2 separate regions of the Anser cygnoides genome follow, and region 2 is linked to region 1. Evidence: chromatin contacts called from public Hi-C data. All regions are on one chromosome and are shown on one strand. The core of a region is the stretch at or near the end of the contact, and the rest is flanking DNA. Distances in the headings are between cores, read along the strand shown.

Region 1 (4,065 bases), core at 688-3,187:
AGTCGCTGCATTCAAAGCTGGGGTGCAGGCGTGGGATTTCTTGGTAACTGTACAAGCGCTGCTGCGACGGAAAGGCTTTGGTGACAGGAGGCATTACGCTGACTAAACTGGCATTAATCTGTCATTAGCTGAAGGCTGCTCTGTGGTCCCGCTGGCGAGGTGTCCGCGCGGGCAGCGCACAGCCTTGGGAGCCCGTGGGCTCGGCAGGACGACCTTTGCCTGACAGGCGAGGCTGGCGTTTTGTCAAGTGACCTTGTAGATGCTAATCCCCGGTAGCCTTAATTTAAAATAAACTGAGTAAAATAAGTCTGCTTCGCAGATGATGATTAACTAAGTACTAATTAGAAGTCATGAAAAAGTAGCCGAGTGTGAATAATTTTTTGTTGAACACTAGCTAGCATGTACAATAATTAAGAGAGAAAAAAAATCCCTAGACTTAATTTCTCATTACCATTTGCTTTGCCAGGTTTGATACGCAAAGCCTATTAAAATAAAATAAAAATAAATTAAAAATAACATTGTTAATCAGTTGTACTAAAACGATCATGAGTGGCTAATTGCACATAATAAAAATCTTCAGGCGCACACTTTTGTCTCAAATGATCACAGAAAGCCAACTGATGATTTATTCCTGTGAAATTAATTAAAATCCTGAGCCGAGGTGTGTGGGGGAAAGTGAGAAAGCAGGAGAGGCCCAAGCACAGACACGAACAGCTTGCAATACTTAGTGCTCTCAGCTGTTACAAGCATCACGGGCAAATTTTGCACAGATTCTTCCCGTCGGTGGAAATGTCGCTTAGCTATTTCTCCCTAACCCGCCCTGCTGTAGGAGAGCCCTGTCCCCATCACCCCGCGCGAGTTCAAAGCCGTGTTTCTCCTCCAGTGCTTGGGGTTGCTGTTGGCATGCTCGCACCTCCGTCCAGATAGAGGACGGAGCACTCGGTCCCCTGCCTGCCTGCCCCGCGTGCCCCGCCACTGCCACCGCAGAGCTAAGTGGTGCTGGGGGAACCCCAAGGGACACAAAACACCTCAGCGCAGCCTCCAGGTCAGAAGCAGCCCTGTAAAAGCTGGCACTTACTGGGGATGAACGTGAAACCTTCCCGTGGTCCCATCTTCTTTTTGCTGTTGTGAAAGTAGTGGTGGGTGACTGAGACTTTTAAAGCGTTGCCTTTTATTTAAGCATCTGCATTCCACCTCTCTTTAGTTTTACAAGGCATTTCTGGCCCAGCACCTAACTCCAGTTTGTTTTAGCTCGGTAGTTTCGGGGTTTCACGTGTTAATGCTGTCCAACATGTGTTTGAAAACACAACCTGCGACGTGACCCCAGGCCAGCGGAGATGTAATTCTTTCCACAGCTCATGAGATCTGGAAGAATAAGAGTCGTCCTCCAGCTGCAGAGGACATAGCTGCAGATAAAAGTATTGTATAAACATTTACAGAGTGAACCAAGGTTACTCTTTTACCTGACTACCGCTGACGATTGGTGTTGTTTTAAATTATTAACTATCCTTTTCTTTCTCTGCCTCTGCATGTACTTTGAAAGTGAGCCCTCACTGAATTGGGTATGGGAGCATCTGCAGACCTCAGAGCAGCAACACTGAAGCATTGAGTGCTGGATTGTGTTTTTCTGCTTTGCTACCATTAACATTTGCAGTCATTGCTGCCTTCATAAACCTTTTGAAAACAAAATGACTGACCTATCCGGTATAAAATTACGCAGCAAGTTAGATACTTTCAAGAGATCAGTTAGAAATATTTCCATACAGGAAGGCTGGCAGACAGTACATGCTATTGCATGTCACCTCTCAATTTCGTAGATACATCCTCCAATAATACTTGCTGGTGGAAAAGGTAACCTTCACTCAAGTATTATCCAGATGAATTAATGAGCATATACAGCATGCAGACTTGATCCACATAGCTTGTGAAATTCTGGGCCAGAAGATGCCAAGTGATGTCTGTGGCTTGTGCTCTTTGCAGTCTTTGTTTTACAATGCTTTGGGAAGGGAAACAGGAGCACAACCCTTGTAAAAGCAGCGTGTGTGTTGTGAGCACTTACAGCTTGAGAGGGGCTGAAAAAAGATCTATGTTTCGATGTTATTTGGAGCCCTGTGAGTTCGAAGCAGTGAATGTTCCTGAGATAATGGGGCTGTGCTGTTCCTCGTAAGAGCTTTTAGGATTTTTACCTTATTGCTGTGGCATTTTGTCCTTTGTTGTTCTCTGCTAGAAAGCATGACCTCTGCATTTTCAGGACACTGCTGCTTAAAACACTAAGCCAGAAGTGTGTAAATTCTGTGGCTGGAAGTGGTCTGTGTGCAGCAGCAGTACCTGGGGTCCCCAAGTTTAATAACCACCCCCGTGAGCTGAGCCCCGGGGATGTCCAGCGTGCACCTTCCCGCTGGTGGAAAACATGCAATAATGGAGCTTAGCTTACTTCTCTTGCACCGCAGGCTGCACTAAGTCGCATTACCTTGCACCTGCTGGGGGCTGAAAGCACCCGCCCGGGCAGAAACTCAGGCTCGGCTGACTCATGGAAACTGGGTGAGCTGTGGTAGCTGGTGTTGAGTCCTAATCCATGGCCTAAGCTGAGATGAGAACACGGCCGTGGCCGTATGATGCTCAGTACATGTGAGCAGGGGGACACGGTGACAAGTGGCAGGTCCCCGGGGACACACAGCTGTGGGAGGGAGCCCCCTGCACCTCAACGAACGCAGCTGTCCCCGCTGTTATAAAACTTTGTCTTGTCTTTTTTTAGCAACACCGGTGAAGATGCAGAATCATAGCCGTACGGTCAGGATAGAGGAGACATCCTCCAGAAGGGTTTGCTTTTGGAGCCTGGTGCAGGGACACAAAGCAAAACGAGCTGAGGAGGGCTGGGCGAGACCTGTCCTGAGCACCCAGCACACCAGCTCCTCCTTTTGTCTCTCACGGTGCTCCCTCGGTTTCATGTGGCCAGGGGGTCTCTGGGGTCTTTGGTGTGAGACCAGTGGAGAAGAACTTTTTATCTGCCCTTTGCGCAAATATTCGGATGCGTTCATTGCTCTGTCGTGCTGGGTGTGATCTCACGTAGGAGTTTGGAAGTGGGGGAAGTCGGTTTCCTTGGTACCACGGGCAGAGCCGACCGTGCTTAGAGACATGGAGGAACTTGGCAAGCAGCAGGTAGCTGAGCAGGACTCCTAGCAGAGTTCTTGATTTGTGCACCGGGCAGATAAGACACGAAGCAGCGACGTGCCAGACCCACAGAGCGATGTAAGACTAGCACAGAAATGGCATCTCCTAACCAGGCAGCTCTGCTCTGCGCATCCAGGCAGAAGACTGCTGGCAAAGTGCTCTTTAAAATACCTTTAGCGTGAACGTGTAGCTGCAGAAGCAGCTCTGCTCTTCCTTGCACAGCAGCAGCAGAGCTGTTCACCATGCCCCAGTTCAGAAATGCCATATGCTCCCCTGGGGAGCTGCTGGTTCGACTTCCAAGTGCAGCTGTGGGCCAAGCTTTGCCTGCAGGAGATTTCCTCCTGGTCTGCCACGAAGGCTCCACTTGACTCTCAGAGCCGAGTTGCCATTTCGCAGGCTGGTGAAGGTGAAAAGAACAGCTGTTTTAAGCACAAGGAGGAAAAAAGGAGCAGGGTTGGTAAATCAGCAGGGAAGGCAGTGACACTAGAAACGGGGACCATCATCGGAGAGGTTGTTAGACCCTTTTGGCATTGTAGAGCAATTGGTTGGACGTGAACATCCTTGTCTCTTGCAGAAACCATCTCTGGCTGCTCTGAGTGTCTCAGCAGCATCCCTTGTTCCAGTCTGGCTTTTGCTGCTGTTGGTTTCAAATGTCCGTGTGAGCTGATCATTGTTTCAGGGATGGGGATTTTCGCAGGATGAGAGAAAAAGGTTTTCAGATATACTCTCCATATCTTAACCAGAAACAGCCAGAAAGGCCAGATGTGAGAGGTTTCTGGGAATGCACAGACTTGGTTTCCTCATTGCTCCCACAGGTCATCTTATTTTATTAAGTATAGCTGGGATTAAGATATCACCTGTAAAATGCTGGCTAATGCACAACAAGCAAGGCAA
Region 2 (3,866 bases), core at 473-2,972, 330 kb before region 1:
TCACTGTGCCATCCTAATACGGGTTTCATAAAGCTTCCTTCAGCACGGGTTGCTGCTCTGCGTTTCTTCGGTTTAATAGATACTTTTCATGAAGTGGCTTATTTTACGTGTATGTATGCCAGCTTCTCAGCTTTGCCTTCCGTAGTTGTGTTAGCCAGGATGATACCGTATCACAGATTTCACTGTGACTACGAGCATTCACAAGGCCTCAAATCGCTCTGATATGAAATCTGAGCCTTTAACTCACTGCAGGTGAGGAAACAGACCCAAAGTGCAACATCAAACTGATAAAATGTGACAATGCGCCTCAAAGTGGGGCAGAAAATACTGGGGTGAGGTAGAGGGGGGACCTCGCACCAGCTTTAGGAATTCCCAAGTCTTCTCCTCCAGAGGATGGAAGAACAAACAAAACTTTCTGGAGAATTATCACAGATGTGACCTGCTCCAGAGAGCGATCTATACGTTACAGCCTACAGCTGTAGGCATCTTTTGGTCTCGTGAGGTTGATTTGAACTTGCGGTTAATGTCAAAGCTTCCTGAGGACAAAAGAAGCCAAAGGACTTCCACCTGTGCTACTTCTGTCTGTATTCATGTTCCAGCACCGGTCTCAGCCAGCACTCGCTGGTCATGAGCAGGACCCACGAGGAGGGCACCTGCTGCTTGTGCGTCCAGGTACATGCAACGGAAATATGAAAACACAAGCAGAACAAAAAAAGTGGCAGATGTGTCCATGAAAGGCTTTGTCAAGTAAAGGGGGTCACGGGAACCCTGGGGCTCTTGTTTGCTGCTTTCTGTGCCACCCCCGCTCACACCGATGCGGGAAATGTCCGTTTCTGGGAGGGATCTGAAGACGGTTCCTGGTAAGCACGTGATCCCGACCACTCAGAGTGGGATGACGGTGTTTTCTGACTGATGATTAAAACCGTTCCAGCTGCAAAACAAACACACACATGCACATAAACATTGCAACATCAGTGTTTCTTTTACAATGGCTGGTGCCATCAAATAAACAAAAATGGCCTTCAGGAGCGGCTCCTGAACCCAACAGCCGGACACATGATTTCTTCTGGTAGTGATCTATCTTTCACGTGCTGTCTTTCAGTCCTTGCTCAAAATAATTCACTGCACTGGGAATCAACAGCTGCAGAATCACACCCTCTTTCTGCCTGCCAAATATCAGCATTTTCTGTCCCTAAACAAAGTGAGATGAAATAGCATTTTCCAAGAATGCCTTTGTGCTGCCAGTACTGCAAAACCGACAGTCACTTTTCAGCAGCACCCGTGAAAAGGCTTAATGGGCTGCTGAAAAGGAACGTGTCAGGCAGTCTTCAGTCATTCATATTGGTGTGAAAGCAGAGCTCACCTACAAAACCCACATCAAGTTGCCTCATCAACTGGAAAATACTTGGAAAATGTTGAAAAAAAAAAATCATAAAACCAAGTATTTCTGAAAGTAGTGAGAAATGAGTGCCAAGTCTCTCCCAGAAGAATGGACCTGGTTGTAAGCAAGTCTTCTTCTCTTCTTTATTTTTATTTTATTTTTTAAACAAGCTACACTTGTGAATCAGCTCTTGGAAATCGCAGGGATCACAAAGCCTGTGACCCCAGTCTTCCAGCTGTACCCAGAAAAGTAACCCCAGGGGCTAGGAAGAGGCTCAGGGTGTACAAGTACTTTTCCACCTAGCAGAACAGAGCCTCTCTACCTATGCTGCCCCACAAGAGAGCCACCTCTGACAGACAGTGAGGGTCAGCTGCTGCCCCATGTAATAAACTGAGAGAAAATGGGAGAAAATGGAAGCTTCTCGCTCAGGACAGAGGTGAAGAAGCAGATCTGGGAGAGCCTGGTTTCCTGCAGGCTTTGAGACTATTCCCCAGGTGCCCCCTCTCAATAGCAACAGCATCCCTTCTCCTCTACTTCCTTGTCCCCAGAACAAGATCCTCAGGCTTCCTCAGCTCCTAAATTGTCATACGCAGCGCTCCCACCACTGTGACTCCTCTCTGTCCAGGTTCTCCTCAGCCTTGCAGGCTGCTCACAGTTGGATTCCCCTCACGTCGCCCACCCGCTCGGCACGGCTACCCACCTGTGGAAGCTGTCCGCGCTCCCGTTATCAGCACCGGAGATGGAGTTGTCATTGCTGAGTGCAATTCCTCCCACATCAGGCAAAAGATGAAATGCACCCCAAACCCCATGATTTGTATTTTATAGCACTCCAATGACTATAAAAAGAGTTATAAAGGCAGACGCTTCCGCTGTAAGCACCTAATCTTAGCCAAACCCCACCCACAGTGGCTCTGGGTACATTTATATTCACTTTGCCATTTGAACCAGAGAACAACCTCGGGCCCAGGGCCACGCGGTGCGAGCTGGCTCGCTTCCCAGCCGCTCGCAACAAGGGTCCTCTGGAGCAGATGATGTGCACCCACGGCAGAGATGAGCAGGAGCACGAGGTCCGTGCCAGAGCACTCCCCTCCTGCCTGGGCCTCGCTGGCCTCCCACGCCAGCACGCTCACCAGCGCAGGCCGTGCTCCACGGCCCTCGGCCGCTGTTTTGCAACAGATGCGTGCATAGACATCTGCAGCCCTCCAGGCATTGACCTCACCCACGGTCTCTTCTTCCCCTTGTGGAGAGGAGACTTTGGACTTTTAGCTGGCTGAGGGAAGTCATTGTCCTGCTCTGGGCTGCACTGGTGTGGCCTCACCTCGAGCACTGCATGTGGTTTTGGGTGCCACAGTATGAGAAGGACATAAAACTATTAGAGAGTGGCCAAAAGAGGGCTACAGAGATGGTGAAGGGTCTAGGGGGGAAGACACATGAGGAGCAGCTGAGGTCCCTTGGTTCATTCAGCCCAGAGCAGAGCAGGCTGAGGGGAGGCCTCATGGCGGCCTGCAGCTCCCTCACGAGGGGAGCGGAGGGGCAGGCGCTGAGCTCTGCTCCCTGGGGACAGCGACAGGACCCGAGGGAACGGCATGGAGCTGGGACAGGGGAGGGTCAGGCTGGGGGTTAGGGAAAGGTTCTGCACCCAGAGGGTGGTCGGAGACTGGGACAGGCTCCCCAGAGCAGTAGTCACAGCATCGAGCCTGCCGGAGTTCAAGGAGTGTTTGGACAACGCTCTCTGAAACGTAGTCTGATTTTTGGGTGGTCCTGTGTGGAGCCAGGAGTTGAACTCGATGATCCTTGTGTGCCCCTTCCAACTTAAAATAAGCTATGACCAGGGAGACAACAGTCCCAGGTGGGCTCAGACCGACAGGGTCTTTACAAGGCTGCCTGCCTACCCCCTAACACTGGCACTTCCCTTATTGGACCCGCCTGCACAGAAAGGAGAACTGCCCCCACCCTTCGGAGGCTGTCAACAACCGCAGATTCATGGATACCATAACCAGCTAATCCAGCTCAGTCTGTGGTGCAGATGCCATCAGTAAAGCATGTCCTGCCCACTAGGGACAGGCCAGTGCCCTCCTCTTCCAGAAGAACCTCCATGATGTCAGGGAGCTCCTCACGCCACCACAAATGGGGCCGGCACCCTGCTGTGGCTCGCCTGCCCCTCTCCTTGCTGCTGTGGCTCCCACAGAGTATCGGTGGGACAAGGTGCAGCATGACTCCAAGGACGAGCTGCGGGACAGAGGAGCTGAGTCAAGGGTTGCCTCATGTCAACAGTGAGCGGCAAGACCCAAGTGCACATCTCCGACGGTGGGATGCAGGGCCAAGGCTCACCCTGTGGTGAGCCTCAGGAACGAGATGTGTGTCCCAAAAAGTGCACTGCAGGACCACAGCAAGCCGCACAGAGGAGAGTTCGGGGAGTGGCGAGATGCCAGCACCCTGCTGCCAGGCGGGAGGTTGGGACAGGCCGCACGTGGCGTTCCCCGTG

Evidence for each region. Hi-C and Micro-C count contacts between places; a contact is called where the count stands out from the background.
Region 2: a contact with region 1 is called in a Hi-C map of liver, with 14 times the contacts expected there. The contact joins two enhancer-like sites. A contact is called at or near these places in 2 of 7 Hi-C or Micro-C datasets (both in liver).

What each region holds. Positions count from the first base shown.
Region 1 is chr2:141,949,128-141,953,192 of Taihu_goose_T2T_genome, reverse strand. NCALD (neurocalcin delta) reads left to right here. Exons shown (of 5, transcript XR_010828742.1): 5 at 1-4,065. Among named protein-coding and RNA genes, the nearest start is that of NCALD, 48 kb to the left of the region's middle. Within about 2 kb of position 1,937, at least 2 of the 3 cell types and tissues checked have open chromatin away from gene starts, as enhancers often do. A contact at or near this core is called in liver, where this site is marked.
Region 2 is chr2:142,283,712-142,287,577 of Taihu_goose_T2T_genome, reverse strand. LOC125183335 (a long non-coding RNA gene) reads right to left here. Exons shown (of 3, transcript XR_010828762.1): 2 at 1-931. Among named protein-coding and RNA genes, the nearest start is that of KLF10, 7.3 kb to the right of the region's middle. Within about 2 kb of position 1,722, at least 2 of the 3 cell types and tissues checked have open chromatin away from gene starts, as enhancers often do. A contact at or near this core is called in liver, where this site is marked.